Regions from separate parts of the Drosophila melanogaster genome. Here all the other regions are linked to region 2. Evidence: chromatin contacts called from public Hi-C data. All regions are on one chromosome and are shown on one strand. The core of a region is the stretch at or near the end of the contact, and the rest is flanking DNA. Distances in the headings are between cores, read along the strand shown.

Region 1 (4,430 bases), core at 542-3,041, 65 kb after region 2:
CATTTAGACATACTTTTGGCAAATTGTCATCATTTAAGTGGCTTAAGTGCAGGCCGCCCACTTCCACCATGTTGGGCAAATATGCACGGGGATAATGTAGGCCTGGATGCGAGTTAATCAAGGCCAAACTGAGATTCTTTGTCAGATCTCTATAAAGCGGCAGCTCCTTAACGAGCAGTTCGAAGTGATTTGTGTACACGGATTGCTGGGAGATCAAGTGGAAAAAGCTGCAAAATACAAAAAAACGGATCCTGTTAAACTGAATGTAAAGAAAGATTATTTTCCTATTGATAATATAAATTGCTGATGATTAACTTGTCTCGAAATGCTACACAATTATACAAGTTATACTGCAGTAAGATCGTACTTGTAGGTCAAGCGCTCAAAGGTGCTCATAAGCGAGTTTAGAATCCTCTGCCTCGTGTTCATTCTCTCCGTGAAGGGCAGGAAATTGCTGGGATCCAGTGAGGACGATTGCGGATTGCCAAACATGTTATTCAGCCAGGAATTCGCGCCAGTGGGACTGACTGCAACGGTGGGTATGCCATAGTAGAAGGCCAAGCTAAAAGAGAACAGATTTCCATTTGAAATATATACCAAGGAAACCCGTTTTTGGCTTTCGGACTCACCCTAGCAGAGCATCGCTTAAGAACAGGTCCACTATGAGTAAGTCGAACTTTTCGCCGCTGGTCAGGAGCTTCCGGACCTGGGGATCCGACAGCAAAATGTCCACATTGGTGGTGCCAGCGTAGATCAGCCGGGTGAACCTTTCCATCACACTCTGGGCCCGCATTTCCTCGGCCTCAAAACTCATGCCCATGTCGAGCCAGTTTTCCCGCAGCCCTTCGATGCGCAGCTCCCTGATTTTGGGTATTTCCGCATCCACACCTTCCTGCGCGGCATGTGGACTGATCAGAGTTACGGAGTGGTTGCCCGAACTCTCCACCAGCTCCTGAAGCAATCTCCGGCCAAAGAGATAGTGGGATTTCCAGACACTGGGAAAAACTGTCAGTACATTGGCGCCCAGGACGATGCCGCAGAGCAGCGTGCCCAGAAACACTTGCAGGATTTGCATTTTGTGTTTGTGGATTATATCCGCAGTGGCCTTTGCATCCGCTTCTACATCCGCATCCGCATTCGTGTCTGTGTTTCTGCTTTTCCGGTTTTTTTTTTTTTTGCAAAAACACACACAAACACTGGCGCTCAGCCCATACACAACGCACACACACGCACAAGTACGTGGCTTCTATTATTATCTGCTGCTTCTGCTCCCGCTTTTTTCGCCGATTTTCATCATCTTGCCGCCACGATGCGATGGCAAAATATCACAGCTGTTGAAAAATGCACACAAATTGCCAAATAAAATGCAGTGCAAAACGCAACGAAAGTGAAAAGAACAGCAGCAACAACTGCGGCTTTGTCGTCGTCTCCTGCGAATGGCATTCAGAGATGTCCGGCTAGCTGTTCAGACCGGCAAATCTAGCTATTTTGCAGCTGAAAGAAGCATTAGCGATGCCGCGTTAACATCTGAAATTTAAAGCGTGTCTTAATAGCAAGCAGTTGGCGAGTATACAAAACTTGTGCCATGGAAAAAACACTCGTGCTCTGAATACCTTACTTTTAACATGATTAATAATAAAGTTACTGAATTATACATTACATTACATTATTGAATTTCTAGAGATTACTGCATATTTTTATGCGAACATGAACTGCTTGCTTGAAGCCATGGCACCTTCCACTGCTTGCCTGTGGCTTTTCCCGCCTGATCTACGCACGGTCCCACTATTGTGCAAAGCCACCCCCACCCCGCCACATTGCTTCTTCTTCCTTACCATCGCAGTAAACAATTTGAAAATTGCATTTATACGCGACTGAGTTTGCGAATCATTCGGCAAATTGCACAACAAAAGAAGTGCTAAATTGAGAGGTTGCGGCGAGCACAGCAAGTACTTGTGGATGCACAAACTCAGAGCGAAAAAAGACAAACAGAGAGCGGCAAACAAAACAACTTTTTTTCCAATTGGAAGAGTGCCAAAAAAAACGGAGAGCGACATAAAAAGTGAACATTTGAACCGCATTACGAGGCAGAAAAGTGAATTGAACAGCTGGCGGATCAGGTGCGTGGCTAAAACGAATCATTTGCTGTTAAATCGGCCCTAAGCAAACACATAAGGTGAGAATCTGCCCAAAAGCGCAAGCGGCCAAAACAACAACAATAACAAAAGCAAGCCGCCATAAACCGGCAACAGCTGAAAGTTACTGCTTACGTAAGCCGCTCGCAATTACAAATTACAAGCAGTTAGGCAATTGGATCAGCAGCCAAAATGTCGCAGGTATCAAGTAAGAATCAAATCAAAACCACCACTTTATATGGGCTCCCACGAATATCGAATATATTGAGCATTCAAGTGAATACATACACATAGAGGAATCAAAGCAAATAAGTTTTTGATGAATCATTTCTTATGCATATTTTGTGAAAATAAATAACATAAAAGGATATTCATTTCACAGCATCTTCATTATCTAATCAGTTTTGTTGTGTTTTTTTTTCGAAAGCTTTTCAAAAACATAAGACTGATTATGACATTTACTCAACACTTTCTAATATCAATTTATTGTATAAATGAATCTATTCATTTGTTAAAAAAGTTTTAAGAATTAATAAATCTATAGCCATAATTTTTTATTATTTCCATTTTGATTCTCAAAATTCTGTAAACTACATATTTTAAAAATTAAAAGTCAGCTAGAGCTTGTATGTAATATTTCAATTAATACACTTTAATATATAACGTGGCAGCCAAAATAAATGTACTTTCATCAAATTTTAAACAATCTTCAAATAGTAGCAGTATCTAAAATAATGTACTTAATAAATTTGATATTTGAGAGAGCCCAGAGATACGATCATTCTATGCCCACTGACCCAACCAATCCCTAACCCTAGCCCTCATCGATGTGGACAAGCCACTCTTCGATCTCAGCACCTTCGCTGGGCGCTTCCAGTACTTCGCCTGGATGACGGACCCCCGCACCGTAGTCGTATCCAGCGATCGCCTGCTGGAAGCCAAAGCAATGGTTGAACGCTACCGGAAAGGTGACCAATCCCCGCCGCTGAAGCCGGAGGAGGTGCACTACAACATGAAGCTGTACAACTCAGCCTTTCATCCGGATACCGGCGAGCTGCAGAACTTTTGCGGCCGCATGAGTTTTCAGGCAAGTCTCGAGATGGGTTCGGCACGTGGTCGCTGAAAATAGAAGCGTCTGGCGTGGACGCCTTGTGAATGGGTTGCCAAAAACACAAGGAAGGCACGACGATATCAAGACCAATTGCTCGGAATGCCAAATCTTCGAGCATTTTGTTGGTTTTAGCATCAAAGAACCTGTTCCCTTAAGGGCTTATCTAAATCGATGCTTACATATTTAAGCTTTACTAATTGCTTTGTGTATTTGGTCTATCTTCAGGTACCCGGAGGCATGTTGATCACCGGTGGCATGCTGGCCTTCTATCGCACCGTGCCCGCCGTGGTGCTCTGGCAGTTCATCAACCAGTCCTTCAATGCGGTTGTTAACTACACGAATCGCAATGCCAACTCGCCAACTAGCGTTACGCAGCTGGGCGTGGCCTATGTATCCGCCACGACATCGGCTCTGGTAGCTGCTATTGGATGCAAGAACTATTGGTCAAAGAAAGCGACTCCGCTGTTCCAAAGATTTGTGCCCTTCGCAGCTGTGGCGGCAGCCAACTTCGTGAACATTCCGCTGATGCGACAAAATGAGATAATCAATGGCATAGAGGTGAAGAACGACGATGGAGTGGTTGTGGGCCAGAGTAGATTGGCAGCCATCAAAGGAATCGGTGAGGTGGTTGTGTCCAGGATTGCGATGGCGGCGCCCGGAATGCTGGTGCTGCCATTGATAATGGAGAGGCTGGAGAAACTGCCTGCCTACAGGCGCATCAAGTGGATTAATGCTCCATTCCAGACCCTTTTGGTTGGGTGCTTGTAAGTAACTTTATCATCTACGACCACTTGTTCCTTTAACTGATCTTTTTATTCTTTGATGTTTAGCCTTTGCTTCATGGTGCCCACTGCCTGCGCCCTGTTCCCACAGCAGTGTTCCTTGGACACTTCGATTATGCGCACCTTCGAGCCCGAACTTTACGAGGACCTCGAGAAGAAAACTCAGGGCAAAGTGCCCAAGCGTGTCTACTTCAACAAGGGTCTGTAAGATCGGCTCGACAATAATCCTGGAATTGAGGGAAGACAATTGTGTGTTAGTGGTATCCGTTCTCGTCTCATGTTTTATGTAGCATTTACTGTTTTAGATTGCGCAACTTTGCAGTTGCAGTTGTTCCGTGTGTCATGTGTCAATTGTCGTAGTTGCTAAGCTAAAAGGAATCTCAGCTGTTTTAAAATGTAAAT
Region 2 (4,085 bases), core at 630-3,129:
AACCCTTTTGCATACCAAAATTCACAAGTGAAACCCAATCCCCGGCCGAGTTACGTGAGGTCAGTCTTCAAATATACCCACATTCACAGGGTATCCCACTAAAACTCCCCATAAAATGTGCTGTGTAGTTGCGCTGCTCGGCGTAGCACGCAATCCAAAAGCTCGCAGCCTGAGCGCGGATGACAACAAGAGCACATTGGAGAACCCAAACCCCGGTCCATCCCCCACTATGCCACGAGGCCATTTGCTCCGCCGAGAAAACGTGTTGGTCGTGTGCAGCTGTCGGCGGCGATGGTGTTACGCACGTGAAGCGGTTTTCAGTCCGATGTGTGGGGCGTAGTCGTAGCCAGGCCCTCGCCGCAGCTTCTCGTCCACATCCACCAGCACATCGACATCCACATCCACAGACATGGCATCAGCCGAAAAGCTCTCTCCGGAAGACCGCCATATATCTCTCTCTAGGGGAACCGGTTTTCGTCGGTTGAAAATTTGCTGTTTTCCTCGCTGTTTGTTTACATCGCACAGTTAGTTGAGTGTTTGTTTGATAAGGCAAGAACTATTCAAGCTTTTCGGCTTCGGAAACAAAGCTCTCCGGTCAAGGTCTTGGGCTCCCTGTTCCGATCGTAATCGCATATTTTGGGTGTTGCTAGTTGTTGCTATATCTTGGCTTACACGAGGCCATAAATATAGCCGAATGAATAAACAAATTCAGCCGCATTTTATTCACTTTCCTGCCAATTTCTCCTTTTCTCTTGATTTATAATAGTTGCGGCGCACAATGTTTTCATATTTATTTATGTTGCTATATTTTGTACAATCAATTTGCCGAGTAGCCGAATCGCCCCACTGGCTCCAAAGTCCAATTTATTTGTTTTTCTTGTTTATTTCGTTAATGTTTACGAAAGCTTATTTTGGCTTTCCACTATAGTTATATGTATGTTTATGTGTGTGTACGTGTGCTATTAACACACCCCCTTCTAGGAAGTCGAGTCGCATAAAAATTCAGGGCTGTCGCGTCCCGATTTGTTTTTCTACATAGTATATTCAACATGATATCGGTCACGTTTGCTTGTTGTTCTCTTTTTCAAAACAATAATATTTTTTTGTTTTATTCTATAAGACTTTGCTTACGGCTACATCTGTTGTTTACATCATCCAACCACTTCTCGTTAAGAACATGTAATCGGAAAGGCGAAATAAGCGAATGCGATTGTTTACCTTAGATAAGATTTATATAAACACATTTTATTGAGCAATATCCGTGCGATCAGCCCCATACGTATTAACTATTAAGTTGGCCAATTTCATTACGGCACATCTCTGGCCTTAACTAGTTAATTGCACTTCTACGACTTTTTAAATATTCAACTTTATAAAAAAAAACAGCCATAACTCAAATTGCCTTAGTAAATTAATAAAACTTATCTTTAGACAAACAACGAAACAACTGAATTCGCGTCATACGCATGAAGTCATTTTCGAATCTTTTAATATGGTTGATAGATCAATATCAACGTCAACATCTTTTAAATACTACCCTTTCTACTTTTAACAATAGAACATATGTTTAGACTATGAAATAATCGTTAACTGGTACCTGGTCGGACATGATCAATGATCGTTGTCAGGGTCGTTGTTCATCAATTTGCCCTTGAGGGGGCGTTGGACTTGTAGCACCTCTCAGCTGTTTTTTCACGCGGTTTCTACACCTTTATGAGAACTTTATGAGCACCACACTTCCACCGGAGCAGCGATTCTTATCACGCACACAGGGGCCTCCAGAGGCCTGAATAACACTGATGGGGATGTCGGACTATGTCGAGTTGAACAGGGCTTTAAACTTAGTCTTTTGCTAAATAGGAAGTCGCTTCTGTCACTTTTTCCACTTCCTCCCCGTCGCACAGCGTAAATACAATTAAATCAATTTAAAACAATAAAAGTCGTAGAGCAGTCGCCACAAAGAGAGACAATGATAGAGGGCAGCATCGCGGCAGATAGGAGGTACTGAGACATATTGGGTGTCTCAGCGAATCGCAACTGACCTAAAAGATTATAGAAAGAGATTAAGCAAATGTGCAAGAGATTGCAGCGAAGTGAACTGTACCCGGCAACAAACACGTCACGTTACGGATGTGGTGTTCTCCTCGCTAACAGCTTCTTCGGTTGCCTCAGACTTTGACTGTGCAGCTCCCTCCGCTGGCGATGACTTCTCATCCGCCTTTGTTTTAGGTTCACGCTCGAACAGAATGACCAGCTCGGTGTGCATGGTGTGGGGAAACATGTCAACGGCCACAGCGGACTTTGGGTAGAATGGCTCCCCCTTGTATTGCTTAGACTCCGGTCTGGCCAGCTCGATGAAATTCCGCTTAGCACTGTGCGGATTGCAGGAGACGTAGACCAGACGATTGATGGCATCGGCTGATCGAATTGCGGCTATCGAGCGGTGGTCTGAAAAAAACAAATAAGAAATTTGGAAAGGTATAGCGCTTTGAACCTTAAAATAATTCAGCAAATTTATAATATTTAAGCAACGTAAACTTACGCAGTCCAGCCCTGGGGGGATCCACCACGGCAATAAGATCCAATGGTTTACCCGGCTCCTGATCGTAGAGAGCTTCGCGCACCATACTCTTGATGAAATCATCTGCATTTCCTGTAAAGAACTTTGCATTTTTAATGCCATTCGCTTCCGCATTAAACTCGGCATCCTTAATCGCATCAGGGACGATCTCCACGCCCATCACTTTCTTGCAGTGCTTGGCGAACGCAAGGGTAATGGTGCCAGTACCACAGCAAATATCCAACATAGTTGTGTCCTTAGTAGGAGCAACTAGATCAATGGCCTTTTGATACAACACGTTGGCTCCTTCTGTGTTGATTTGGAAAAAGGCCAGTGGGCTGATTCGAAACTGGAGACCCTGTATGGTATCGGTGATGTGGGTGCTGCCCGAAATGTGTTCCACCGGATTAATCGTCTGACCTGCTTCCCGATGCTTGACATCTTGGTAATACAGAGAGCTGCATTTGTACGGAGCATCATTTGCCAGATCTTCGTAGAAGGACTTCAGTTCTTGCTTAAGTTCAACTTGTTCGTCTTCACTTAAGTTCGAGGAGTATATGCCCGCCACCAGCATTAGTTCACCTGTGGCACTGGAGCACCGCACCATTAGCTGCCGGAAGTGGCCAATATTTCCGTCCGGATTGAAGGGCAAGAACTTGGACTTCCTCACCAAGTCCTGGAAACTGCGAGCAGCCCACTTGGCCTGCTCCGGTAGATGTGGCAAGTCTGCGACCTCGGCTACTTCCACAGATCCATCGCTGTAGCAGCCCAATCTGAAGCCCACAACCACTTCGCCTACGGAGTTCTTTCCCACGGTGAACTCGTTTTTATTTCTATACCCATTAACGGTGGGTGAGGGAAGCACCTCGTGGAATTGGAACTTATCCAAGTGGGGCTTTGCCCGCGGATTGACCTTCCGAAGTTCCTGGGTGTATTTCGCCAGAAGTGCCGACATTTCCTCGGATTTTTGTTTAATCTGCTGGTCGTAGGCAATGTGCGACAGAGGACACGTGGCTTCCACCGCCGTACGTTGTTTCTTGGGCTTTCTCTCCGACTCCTGTTCCTCGGCAGCTCGCTTTTTCTGTAGAGGATCGGCCGAGGCCTTGGCAACATGAGCCTTCAACACCTTTCCCTTCCATTTGTATCCATTCAGGATCTCCAAGGCCCTTTGTTGATCCTCCTGACTGCGGAAGCACACAAAGGCGAACTCTTTTCGAGTTGGAGCCTTGATTTTGGTCACGTCAAATTTGAGGGTGTTTCTCAAAAGCTTCTTAAACTCCTGCAAAGTTATAATGTTGTTATATTCATATAAAGGCTTAGATTTCAACTACCTACCCCAATACCGAAATATCCCATGTTCTTCACTTCAACTTTGAATATTTCCGAAGTGAATTCATTTCGCTCCAAGTAAGCATATTCCTCGCCGGCTTTTCCGGCTTCATCCTCACCATTTGCCAGCGTGGTTTCATCAGCTTTCACTACATTTTCCGAAATCTCTTCGGTCTCTATGCTATTAACCACTCCG
Region 3 (4,589 bases), core at 228-2,727, 100 kb before region 2:
TTATTATTATTATCAATTAATTATAATTTTTTAAAGAATTAAGCAGGTGGGAGGAAAATTTTTCCATCGGGAAAAAAGCTTGTTATAAGGTTAGACCTTGAACTTGCCAAGCTGGCAGCTTTAGCTCTTCGGCCATTAATTGTGCACTTTTTAAGAATACATATATTCATTTAGTTTAAGTGAACACTTTTAAACACATTTGACACAACACGATATTCGAAATATTATTATATATATTATATTATTATATTATTTGTAACTTTCTAAATTTAATTATATTCATTAAACATGCATGTAACCAGCTTTAAGAAATCGTATGATTTTTAAGAGCTAACCTTATTATGGCAGTACATAACAAAATTGTCACCTAAGGACCTCAGTGGGATGAATCATTAATATTTTGTAACTTTTAAGCATACTATTATTAAATACTGAAATAGTTTTATTAAAAATTATTTTATATAGATAAAAATATTTTTCACCAAAGGGAATAAATTATAAACATAGAAACACATTCAAGGACCTCATTTACCTTAAAAATATTAGGTTTATTACACTACAAAAAATTTAAGGGATTAATCATTACAAATTATATAATAATCGCCAGAAAAATTAATTTAATAAGGAATTAATTATAAGGTAATAATCGTTGATCGTCATTTTACAATAAGGATCAAATCGGAAATTGTATATCTTGTAATATTTAAACATACAAACGTCATAAAGAAAATGGACAAACCTACCCACTAATACTTAGTGACATTTTACTTCTACTATCAAAATAAAAATGTGCTTATCTGGCAAGCGGCCTCCTCCGCGTTTCCCTCAACTGAATAAACTTTATCAGCAAAAAAGGAAAAAAAAAAGAACAAAACTCGAAAAATACGAATACACACATAGTAGTGCAGCAAGACTTCAGCTGGTTAGCACAATGGAAAATTAATAAATAACAAGAGCATCATTAAAATGCGATGCTTGGTGTTACGTAACACCAAGCAAGTTCTAAACACCATAAAAATATCTAAAAATTCGACATGGAGAAAAAACACGCCTATCAAATGGGGACTACAACTCCGTGTACAGTACCATTAACACTATGATCTATTTAGATCCAAAGGGTATACTCACCAGTCTCCTTCATCATTTTCTCATCGTCGGTGAGAAAGGTGAGGGGTGGGGGGAGACCAGTTGCCGAGGACATCGCAGCACTTTGCTGACGTGCAGCGTTAGCCAGCTAAAAAGTTAATTAATAAAGAAAAAGGAATTAGTTGTAGGCATATATGTATGTATAAAGGTGTCGGTTAGGGGGGCGTGGCCAACTCACCATGCGCACGGGCAATTTCTTTAGGCTGTTCATCATCTTGAATGAAGTGGAAGAATTGATTTAATCAAGAGGCCAAACTGGACTTTTTTGAATTTTGGATCTGATCCCCAGAGACACCACAACGTTAAAAGTGGGCTGCTCACACGCGACTGAATTTCCATTCTCCACATATGTGGGGATCGTGGACCATAGGAAACCTGTTGCTGTTGGCGAAGCGCCATGTTAGTTAACAGCGGGCTGTATTTCGTTGAGCTTTTCGGTAACATTCTGTTAGTGCGGATGATCAACAGATGTTACTGAACTTTCTTCAACGCTGGTAAAAATATGAATTCAATCACTGAATTGCTATTGATTCTATTAAAACTATTTGTCTATATTTTTTATATTACTTACATATCTACTTTATTAATGGCCTTTCGTTAGATCCTTGATCTGTATTTCATTTTTTACAAAGGTATTAAGAACCGTTATTAAATTATAACTATCAGTATGTTGACATGTGAAAAATATGCTTTTAAAACGTAATAAAAACGTTTAACGAAAATTTAAAATTATTTTTATTTTTCACGAGTTGGGAAAAATTTAAACTGGTTTCCAATTGGAAAATATTGAATTGTAACAGTGAAAACAAGACCACGATTTTAGCAAAGACACACTCCCTTGAAGTGTTGCAAAGCACATGCTTTGAATTTGACAGTTCACGACTTAGAGATGACAGTGTTATCGATACTAGCTGAATTAAATTAAACAGTTACAGGAAGACATAAACAAAACAGTAAATATTTAAACAATTTCATAGGAAAAAAATAAGCGTAGAAGAAGGAAAATGAGCTATCAAAACCATTTATAAACGTAGAATCCAATGCTCTTCACCCCTGACAAGTACAACCGATAACATCGTTAACTATCGTTACGAAATACCACCTCCAGCACTGCCTCTTTGCCATCCCTAACCGCGACCCATCTGTCAAATTTCTTTCTTTTCGTTGATTTTTCGACGGTGAGTGCGTTTTCGTGATTAATTTCGTTTTTGGCCCGGCATCCCCACATATTATGCCCCATAAACAATGAAATCGAGCAGAGAAAACAACGCACGACTCGTTCGTGCAATTATTGTGAATTTCGGAGAGCCCGCCAATAAAGCAGTGCCTATTTTTTGTTTACAGCCCGCACAAGCAAGATGAAACAGAACCCGTTCGTGTCGTCGTCGCGCAGGAAGAACCGCAAGCGTCACTTCCAGGCTCCCTCCCACATTCGCAGGCGCCTCATGTCCGCTCCCCTCTCCAAGGAGCTGCGCCAGAAGTACAATGTGCGTTCCATGCCCATCCGCCGCGACGATGAGGTCCAGGTGATCCGCGGCCACTTCAAGGGCAACCAGGTGGGCAAGGTGGTCCAGGCCTACCGCAAAAAGTTCGTCGTCTACGTCGAGAAGATCCAGCGCGAGAACGCCAACGGCACCAACGTCTACGTGGGCATCCATCCCAGCAAGGTGCTGATCGTCAAGCTGAAGCTCGACAAGGACCGCAAGGCCATCCTGGAGCGTCGCGGCAAGGGTCGTCTGGCCGCTCTCGGCAAGGATAAGGGCAAGTACACCGAGGAGACCGCCGCCCAGCCCATGGAGACCGCGTAAATCGCCGGCTAAAACTCTGCTCTGGACAACTGGGACGTCGCTGTTTACTGTTTTTACCGTAACGCTTAGTGTAAAAAACAAAACATCTGAAAAAAATCGCGTGTGAAAACGGCGCCATTCTTTACAATAAAGGAAAGTTGATTTTCACAAATGGATCTGTTGGCTTATTTCCCTGAATGAAGTTTTAGATAAATGTGCCGGAAAACCGACGTAGCTGAGAAGTTTTGGAGTAGTTTAAAAAGAGACGCTCTGCTATTTGTTTTGCAAAGATTATTGATGTTTGATTACTGCCCGATTAGATTCTGTTTCAGATATAACTTATACTGCCATCTTCTCCATATTTTTGTTACTCTAAAAGTTAAAACCTTTAATTGACTTGCATTAGCTTGAAATAGAGTTTTCATTGAATTTGGACTTATAAAATGCTGTATTTGGCATCCATCCATTCAAATTAATAGTCAAATGATTGATTTAAGTTAAGCTTGTAACCAAAAATCCAAAAATAGCAGATTTAATACGTAATGGCTACTTACATGTATAATCGATCGTGTATTCCTACTATACAATCTTGATAAGCATCAACAGCAAACTTTCAAAGCTATTTAACTTTCCCAAAGAGTTTCATTTTGTAGGTAGAATAAACAGAACAGACCGATTTGAAAAACAGCCAATATTATTAGGATAACTAAAGAAACCAATATACGTCGGATTTCCCCTATTTATATACCCACTTTGGCAATAACGAATTAAAGGTATAAACGAATAAAGGTATTGTTGGGGATAAACTGATAGGTTAAGGAAGAGTAAGAAACGAGTATTTTTTTTGATAAGAAACAAAGTGAAATGCTTTATTTCACGATTATCTGTGTCGTTAATGGAAAAAGGCACATAGTTTACACATGTACATGAATTTGGGATATGTATGTTATTTTCATTATCTCAGAATAATATGAGATTGATTTTGTCATTTGCTCATCTGAACTGCGAGCAATACTTGTTTCACAGCACATGTTAATTTTAACAATTTGGCCGTGGAATTGTTTTTTTTGGTTATAATAACGAGTATAAGCCCCGATAAAATGTTTTGGTTTTTGTTCTTTGGCAGTGGGAGTAATTCTTGATGAACACGAACTACTGGCGCCTTGAGTATGGCCTCCTGTGCTCGTAGGGAGTGGGACGAAGATCCGCGCGAGCCTTGGCCTTCCGCGGCTTCTTCTCCTCCTCGTAATCCTCGCCAAAGTGACGACGTTTTTCCTGCTCGATGAAAGCCCTTCGCTGGGCGGGAAACAACCCATTGGGCTCTCTCACTATGTTGGCCCTGGAACAGTAGACCTGAGGATCGTAATCGGGCACACTCTCGTCGTCATCCCAGTTCTCCTCGGACTCGATCTTCGCGTGTCTGGTGTCTTCGCTGAGGACAGCAGGAGCGCTGGTCTGATAGTGTACTATAATGTTTCGATCCTCGCACGATTGGGTGTGTTGCTACGTATGCAGAAAGCTGGGCTTTAATAGGACATACAAGGTAACTACTACGTATATTCTGTACTCACAAAGAACTGGGGCTCTGGTATCAAATGGGAACTATTGAAGGGACAAACCATAAGTTCCACCGTGTCTTTGTAGATCACACGGCAT

What was found. A called contact is a pair of places that touch in the nucleus more often than the background predicts.
Region 1: a Hi-C map of the Kc167 cell line shows a contact between it and region 2, with 2.2 times the contacts expected there. A contact is called at or near these places in 11 of 107 Hi-C or Micro-C datasets (the Kc167 cell line, the OSC cell line, the S2 cell line and 5 more) and 2 of 7 datasets of targeted methods (both in the Kc167 cell line).
Region 3: a Hi-C map of the Kc167 cell line shows a contact between it and region 2, with 9 times the contacts expected there. A contact is called at or near these places in 25 of 107 Hi-C or Micro-C datasets (the Clone 8 cell line, the D17-c3 cell line, the Kc167 cell line and 11 more) and 4 of 7 datasets of targeted methods (all in the Kc167 cell line).

What each region holds. Positions count from the first base shown.
Region 1 is chr3L:19,061,374-19,065,803 of dm6, forward strand. Sfxn2 (Sideroflexin 2) reads left to right here and starts at 1,792. Exons shown (of 4, transcript NM_140829.3): 1 at 1,792-2,343; 2 at 2,954-3,222; 3 at 3,472-4,010; 4 at 4,077-4,430. The coding sequence starts at 2,328. The coding sequence ends at 4,236. Ugt316A1 (UDP-glycosyltransferase family 316 member A1) reads right to left here and starts at 1,443. Exons shown (of 4, transcript NM_001300182.1): 1 at 630-1,443; 2 at 368-562; 3 at 14-227. The coding sequence starts at 1,075.
Region 2 is chr3L:18,996,404-19,000,488 of dm6, forward strand. It overlaps CG18135, which reads right to left and starts at 1,880. Exons shown (of 2, transcript NM_176346.2): 1 at 1,598-1,880. The coding sequence starts at 1,609. CG3808 reads right to left here. Exons shown (of 4, transcript NM_140826.2): 1 at 3,896-4,085; 2 at 2,543-3,839; 3 at 2,105-2,448; 4 at 1,472-2,042. The coding sequence ends at 2,120.
Region 3 is chr3L:18,896,816-18,901,404 of dm6, forward strand. CG3902 reads right to left here and starts at 1,478. Exons shown (of 4, transcript NM_140812.3): 1 at 1,325-1,478; 2 at 1,129-1,234. The coding sequence starts at 1,360. RpL26 (Ribosomal protein L26) reads left to right here and starts at 2,289. Exons shown (of 2, transcript NM_001316443.1): 1 at 2,289-2,324; 2 at 2,491-3,593. The coding sequence starts at 2,505. The coding sequence ends at 2,954. arx (asterix) reads right to left here. Exons shown (of 2, transcript NM_140814.2): 1 at 4,505-4,589; 2 at 3,780-4,436. The coding sequence ends at 4,086.